Regions from separate parts of the Rattus norvegicus genome. Here region 1 is linked to region 2. Evidence: chromatin contacts called from public Hi-C data. All regions are on one chromosome and are shown on one strand. The core of a region is the stretch at or near the end of the contact, and the rest is flanking DNA. Distances in the headings are between cores, read along the strand shown. Region 1 holds the start of Chd4 (chromodomain helicase DNA binding protein 4). Region 2 holds the start of Mlf2 (myeloid leukemia factor 2).

Evidence for each region. A called contact is a pair of places that touch in the nucleus more often than the background predicts.
Region 1: a contact with region 2 is called in a Hi-C map of mammary epithelial cells, with 2.2 times the contacts expected there. The contact joins the promoter of Chd4 here to the promoter of Mlf2 in region 2. A contact is called at or near these places in 2 of 12 Hi-C or Micro-C datasets (kidney and mammary epithelial cells) and 1 of 1 datasets of contacts at active chromatin or transcription factors (oligodendrocytes).

The regions. Positions count from the first base shown.
Region 1 is chr4:159,582,633-159,586,647 of GRCr8, reverse strand. Chd4 (chromodomain helicase DNA binding protein 4) reads right to left here and starts at 1,830. Exons shown (of 40, transcript NM_001427174.1): 1 at 1,753-1,830; 2 at 746-924. The coding sequence starts at 845.
Region 2 is chr4:159,424,330-159,428,103 of GRCr8, reverse strand. Mlf2 (myeloid leukemia factor 2) reads right to left here and starts at 1,705. Exons shown (of 8, transcript NM_001107889.1): 1 at 1,415-1,705; 2 at 1,069-1,195; 3 at 790-825. The coding sequence starts at 1,464.

The sequences.
Region 1 (4,015 bases), core at 581-3,080, 160 kb before region 2:
AAAACACAGTGCAAACCCTAACACACCCACACAAACACCTCATGACACCAATCCAGACCCCAAGCTACCTCAGAGTGCTAAGAATCTCTAGGAGAGAAGCAAGATTATGTCCACACCACGGGCAAAGGAGTCTCTTCCTTTCCTCTGCCCCTCCTTACTAGGAAACTGCAGCCTTCCCTAAGCCTCCAGCCCTTCTCCACTCAAAAATATTCCAACAATCTGACTGACTAAAAGTTCTATAGATCCGATAAAGAGCGAGCTTCAAACTTGAAACAGCACAGAGAACCGGTAACTGATCAGGACAGAAAGTAACCAACACTCCTGCTTTCTTCTCCCGGGAGCAACCCCGGGATCCCCCTGCCTGGCAGGGCTCCTACAACAGAAATCCCCAACGCACCCCACCATGTTGCCACCAGAGTCTGAACCACCTGCATTCCTTCAAGAACCTGCACAAGGTAAAGTCTGGTAACCCAGAGAGCTCCCTCAACCGGGGACTGCGGAGCATTCCAGACAGCCTTGAGTGAAGCCAGCTTGCATCTGGGTCCGTGGTGCCCAAGAGACACATGGCTTCCACCTCCCCCCGCACCCCCCAGCACCCAAGAGCTCCGCAGAAGAGAACCACTCCCTTCAGATGCCCTCCACCCTGGGCTCTGCACACAGACAGGCAGCGCACGCAGCCTCACTGGAGTCTCGAGGAAAGATCAAACACCTCCTTCCTGCCCTGGGCCCGCTGGGAAGATGTTACCTGGATGGGGTGGGGGCAGGCTGTTGTTCAGAAGTGCATCCATATCCTCCTCCTCACTGCCCGCTGAGCAGGGGGACGGGGAGCCCAGGCCCGACGCCATCCCCTTCCGTTCCCCGGCCAGGGAATTGGCCCAGCTGCTCCTGCCTGCGGCCTGGGGCCCTCTACACTGGCCCGAGTCACTGTGCGGGGGAGGGGGGGAGAACAGTGAGTGACGCGCAGTCCCCCTCCCCCACCCGCTCTTTCCGCCCCCCTGCCCCACCACCCTAGCCGAGCACCCGAACCACTCAGGCTGAACTTAGTTCCACACTCCTCGGGGACAGCCCGTGAGCCGGCTCCCCAGCAGGAGCCCCCAAGACGAGGGAGCGACGCCCCCGAGGGCAGGCTGGTGCATGGGGAGGGGACAAGCTAGCCTGGACCGAGCCAGGAGTGCCTGGGGCTGGGGGTTCGAGTGGAGAGGCGCCGGGAGGGTCAGGGGAGGCGGCCGGTGCTCGGGGACACAAGGTCACTTGGGAGTGGGGGGGGCGCTTCTCTGCGCCCGGGGAGGGGCCAGTCCCCAGACAGGGCAGCTCTCCAAAGGCTGTCCTCTGGGACAACTCAGGTTCTCTTCCGGAACGGCGGGGACCAGGGGGCGTGGAGGCTCGGGCGCTCCGGGGTCCCAAAGAGTCGGGACGCCAGAGAAAAGCGAGCACCCACGGGAAAGGGGCCGGGCCACGTGTCCCGGGGGGCTAGCGAGCAAAGGGCGAGGGGCGAGGGGCGGGCGCCCGCCCGGCATTGTGGGAGGCCGAGGCCAGGAAGGGGTAGCGAGGAGCAGGACTCCCTCAAGGCAGGGCGCCGTCTGGGGGGGGGGGGGTAACCCGGCCGCCTCAGGGGAAGAAGGATCGACTCCCTGGAGAGGGGACGGCCCGCGGGCCCCGGGACGCCTGAGGAAGGGACAGGTGAAGGGATGACCCCCGGGACGATGTCGGACTGAGAGAGATGTCTCTCCCGTTGCCTCGCGCGCTCCTCACCCTAGAGCCGCCTCAGGTCGCGCTGGGTCTCGCCGGTGTCACTCCCGCTCCGGCTCCTCCTCGCCGCGGCCGAAGGGGGGAAAATGGCTCCGGCTCCGGCGTCGCCTCTTAAAGGGCCCGAAACACCGGCCGGGAAATCCCACCGCACAGGCCCCGCCCCCCACGGACAGCCCATAATAACCTCAACCAACTCCAACCCCCCCTCCACTACCGCCACCCTCCTCTCTAGGTCTCCCGGGCAACCCCCGCCCCCTCGTCGCTCAGGCAACCATTGGCCACGCCCCCGTCGAGCGCGCGCGCGCGTCACCTGGGCAACCGCCCACCTCCTGGCCATCCCATAATACACACGGACACCCCACATACACACACCCCGCCCCCCACACTCTATGCATATATGTGCCCGGGGCTACGGACATATAGTGCAGATCTTTTACAAACTAAACCTGCTCCCCCCTCCCTTTGATATCCCATAATAACCACTCTTTGCCAACTTCTTCACTCTTGTCCTTACTGCTAACATCCCATAATAACTCATTACCTCTCCCTCCCCTTGGCCATCCCATAATAAGCACCCCTCCCAGCACTTCAGCCTCATATCCCATAATATTCAACCCATCCCCCACCGACATCCCATAATAACCACCCCCAGTTTGATATCCCATGATTGTCAGAAACTCACCCACCCCATACTACAACGGACACTCGGCCTCCTCCCACACATATCCCGTAATAATCAGTCTCCCACTTTCTATACTGATATCCCATAATATCCAACCCCCTAGAGCTGCCCTCAGTCCCTGCACTAGGGTTTAGATTCTAGATGCTCACTTCACCACCCACAGCCTTCCCAGTCTCTTTCTAGCTCTATGGTCCATAAATTACCATTCCTCCCAGCAAAGAGATACTCACTAATGATCAGCAGCTCTACAGTCACCCCACATACGGACATCTAAATCTCCTCCACTAACACTGGGAAAATGTCCTATCATTTACTTCATCTACTCTGGCATCCCATAATTTCAAAAAGCCCATGATACCATAATACTCCCAACACAAACCATTGCCACATCCCATAATACTTCTGCTACACTCCACCACCTCGCACAGGTCTGGCCAGACATCCCATAATATTCACAACCTCCCCCATCTCTAGAAGTTGTCAGTCTCTTCCAACAACCAAGAGCAGAGAGGGTGTGGCAAACCACTAACTGCCCTGTCCCCATTAGTGCGCACCTTATTCCCTTTCTGGGCAATAGGAGTATTCTGTCCTCGAGACATTCAGTGCCCCTGGACTCCCTAGTGATCATTTCCAGACTCTCAGGAACCAAGAGCCAACCTAGAGCCCCATCAAATCTCACCGAATCCAGATATGTTGTGGATGCTTACCTGCAGCTTTAAAATTTTGTGTAAAACCAAGCAAATAATATGCTGACTAGATGAGACACTTGTGTGAACTTTAACTCAGCCAGACGTCCCATACCAACTACAGACTCCCATCCCCAAACTATTTCTCAGCATTCCAGTGATACTCTACACTCGCTGCCTTCTTCAAGTCCAGGCAGCCTCCGTGGATGGGTATCCCATCACCACCCTGAACTGAGAATCCTCTACAATGCCTTGCTCTCTCTACCCACCACTGCTTGTGTTCACTAAACATACCTTTGACAGAGTACCTAACAAGGTAAAGAGCTAGCATGACTGAGTCTACGAAGAAGAAAACACAGGTGCCTTCCTTCGAAAAACAGTCACAGCTGGGAACCGTATCTTATGCCTGTAACATCAGCACTCAGAAGGCAAGCAAGATGATCAAGGGTTCAAGGCCATACTCTGCTACTTAGGGAATTCAAGGTCAGTCTGGGCTACAGTAAAAACAAGTCTCAGATAAATAAAATTTGTTGATTTATTACCAGCACCATGCTGTAACCAACTGGGCTAATGGGGCACCTATGAATAAATATTTTTAAAAGAAACATTAAAGAGTCAAAGAGACCATGATACAGGTTAAAGAAATACCAGTGAGTTCTTACTCTCTTCCTTCTCTGTCCCTTCTCTCCCCATTTCCCCTCTACCCCTCTCTCCACGTGTTGTGTTCACAGCCGGCCTCTACCCACCCCTCCCTCCTTCTCTCTCTCTCTCTCTCTCTCTCTCTCTCTCTCTCTCTCTCTCTCTTTTCTATCCTTTTTTTTCGGAGCTGGGGACCGAACCCAGGGCCTTGCGCTTGCTAGGCAAGCGCTCTACCACTGAGCTAAATCCCCAACCTCTC
Region 2 (3,774 bases), core at 456-2,955:
AGTGACCCAAAAGCAGTGAGTTAGCTCCTCTGAACATGCTAAATGTTGACGGTTTGCCTTTAATCCAACACTGGGAGGCAGAGGCAAGCACAGATGACTTGTGGCCAGCCTGGTCTACAGAGTGAGTTCCAGGAGACCCAGGGCTGTTATAAAGAAACCTTGTCTCAAAAAACCAAAATCCAAGACATCGACCAAAAAACCCTCTGAATATCTAGAGTTGTAAAAGTGTCCCAAAGTCTCCCTCCTCAAAAGAACTGCTATACAATCTTACTTTCCCCAGTGGATAAGAACTTCCAGCTATCAGGAGTATTTGAGCACTTTATTTATATTTTTCTATGAATGAGTGTTCTGTCTGCATGTATGTGTTCCCTCCATTCATGCAATGCACGGTAGGGAACAGAAGATGGCATCAGATGCCTGGAGACTACAGACAGACAGTTGTGAGCTGTCATGTGGGTGCTGGGAACCAAACCCTGGTTGTCTGGAAGAACAGCCAGGTGCTCTTAACCCTGGAGCCATTTCTCTAGCCCTAGCTCCATGATTTATATTCAATGGGCTCTAAACTATGTCAACTATCCAGAGAAGATTTTGAGACCACCCCTAGACTAACATTGTCACCAAAGTGGCACATCTGAAAATAACATCTAAGGTCTGTGTGTATCTGTGTGTCAGAGAAAGAGAGAGACAGAGACACAAAGAGCCAGAAGAGAGAGACAGACAGAGACACAGGAGAGAGAGAGAGAGAGAGAGAGAGCGAGCTCGAGGGGAACAGAGAAGACAAGAACTCACCATTCCCAACATCCCAAAGGGAGAGACAGCCCCAGCCTACAAGATAAGGAACAGAAGTTAGAACTACATCCTACGACCTTACTATACCAAACGTGGCCAGTGCCTCCATCCCCCAACCCCATCCTTCTCTCCTCGGGAGTCAAAGCCCCCTTTCCCAGATTCTCTATCCCCACTCCTCTGCCTCCCACACAGATCATGTCCTTTTAAAGCTGGTTGTAGGACCAGAATGGCAGCATACTTAACTAGTCACCCTGGGTCTCGGTATGTTCCAACTGTTACCTGCATCCTGCGGCTGGCAGGCCTGGTTGCTGGCATGTTACCATCTGTGATGCTTAGGAAGGGGCTATATCCAAAGCCACCTGACAACATGCGGCTCATATGCTGACGGTGAATTGCAAAGGGGTCCCTGTGGAGTGAGCATACAATACAGACGGCAGATTAAACCCCAGCCTTCTTCACCTCCCCCCAAATAAGTCAGGGTGCGCAGTGGCAGGAGACCAACTCCCGTCTGAGAGCTGCAGCTAAATTCTATCCGGTTCCAGACACGGGAACCCAGAGGTCTGTCTGAACTGCTCAGACCTGAATTAGAGTGGGATGAGTGCACGAGGGGGGAGGGAATTCTCACATCAGGAACATGGGATCCTCAGGCTCCACGTCCCTCATGAAGCGGAACATCCTGATCTCAGCTCCAGGGGGCTCCACACTGTGAAGATACGGAGGCTGAGTTTCATGCAGGCTTATGCACACCAGCTCAGTGTAGCTACTCTTAAAGCTGTCTCTTGCACACACTATCAATGACCCATCCAAACTCCAGAGAGACCCTTCGGCAGGTGGACCACATAACCTTCTAGTTTTGAGAGCGAGTAGCTCTCCAAGCCGGTCACGGAATTTTCCCCAAGCTTCTTAGTGTTGCCCCTCCACCCCCGCCCGCCATCCTCTTCCCCGAGCCACGGTCAGCTCCTCCTCCGACGCCAGTCTCGATGAGAATCTCGAACGGCGGCCCGCCACCCCATTAATGACCCCAACTACTCCGCCTTCTGCTGGCACGGGCCGCTACCAGGCCTCTCCGGGCGGGCCTCACTGCCCACCGAGCCGGTCCGCCGCTGCCCCAACCCGTGCCTCCCGCCGGGCGAGCCGGAGAGGGAGGTCCACTCCCGGGCTCGCATCCCTGCAACCGTGCGGGCCGCGCCGCCCTGGCCTCACCGGTCCCCGACTCGGGCTCAGCGGCCCATCCGGCCGGCCTCTCCTCGGGGCGCTGCAGGAGCAGGGTCTCGGCCCGGGACGCAGGGATTGGTCCGCGCGGGAGCTTCTCGCCTCCCGCACCGCCTCCTGCCTTCAGCTGCCACCTCCGTACCCCCGCCCTCGGCCCGAGGAGCCGAACCTCGGTCAGGCCCGAGCGGAAGTGACGTCATGACGGACAGTCTTGGGGGCGGGCCACGGGAGCTCCACCCACCTGCATGGGAGGGGGCGGCGGGCTCGCGGCGGAGCCCCGGAGGGCGGGTCCTCTGGGGCCGGTGGGAGGTCTCGTTAAGCTGGCACGGGGATCTGGGGACAGGAAGAGGCTCCTGCAAAGGTGGGGGAGGGCGGAGCGGAATCGGGAGGGACTGGTTGAGCGCGACGGGGGCAGGGTGTGCCGCACCTTCTTTGCGGGAGGGGGGAGGCGGTCTGTCTGGGGGCGACCGGTGGGGCGGATCCCTGCGGGGACCTTTAAACTCAGTGCAGGAGGGGCGCTTAACCAGGGGAGCGCGGGGGCCTGTCCCTCTGGAGAGACGCTCCGGCGGGCGGGGTCCTCCGAGTGACGCAGAGGAGGAGGTGACAATTTAGCTCAGGTCTAGTTCAGCCTTGGAAAAGGCCAACCAGGGAAGGGATGTTGGGAGTTTGGCCGCCAGAGAGCGCTCCTGGGCCAGGCTGGATCTTTACTGCCTTAGGACACCGGGTTGGCTTAGGCTTCTGGACCACTCCAAGACCTGTCTGTGAAGGGTTGGCCTGGGCAAAAGCGTTAGTTCTGATGTTTGCTTTTTGTTGTCGGCTTTTTAGTTTTGGCTTTAGTGCTCAGGATCCAACTGAGGGCTTCGGGTTTGCCAAGCACATGTCCTACCACTAAGTTACATTCCAGTCCCATTTCTCTAGCTCTTACGTCTTTAAAACTTTCTTTGCTTAGTCTAAGCAGGTAGGTAGGTCAAGGGACTAAAGTTTAGAAGGATAAAGAGGTGGAGAGTTAAATTAAGCAGAATCACTCAGGGGCGGAGCTAAAAAGTAAACCCATGAGGCCTGACTCCAAAGCCAGAGACTGGTATTTTGACATACTAATTGTCTTGCACAAAATCTGGCTGAGCCAGAGAGAAGAGCCCTCCCCTTTGGGTCAGAGGATATGAACTGAATTGGGTAGACTTTGACCCACAGAGATCCAAACTCAAAACTGTCCCAAGTTCTTTACTCTGGCTGTAAGCCACATTGGTACCGTGTGGAACCTGATCTAAAAAGAAAGGTTTATTCTTCACAACTCCCTGAGGGAAAAGAGTCTGTGGTTACTCGGGAAAAGATTGGGAGCAGAGGTTCTCAGTTTCTATTTGATCATTGCTAGAGGGGAAAAAATAGTGCTAACAGGAGAAACAGTGATATAGCTAAGGTAAACTGACATTGACAAAGTGAAACCAAAAAGAAAAAAAAAAAGAAAAAAGAAAGAAAATTTGTTTTTCATTGATGTTTGATATATAAACCTTTTTAAAATTTCTCTTGATATCCCACCGGACAATCGTCCTTTCACCTTGCTCTAAAGAAAAGCAGTTTTGACATTCCATCAAGAGTACTTCAGGGGGCTGGGGATTTAGCTCAGTGGTAGAGCGCTTGCCTAGGAAGCGCAAGGCCCTGGGTTCGGTCCCCAGCTCCGAAAAAAAGAACCAAAAAAAAAAAAAAAAAAAAAAAAGAGTACTTCAGGGCTGTAGAGCCAGCTCAGTGGCAAAACGTGTCTGCTGGTTGGTGGGG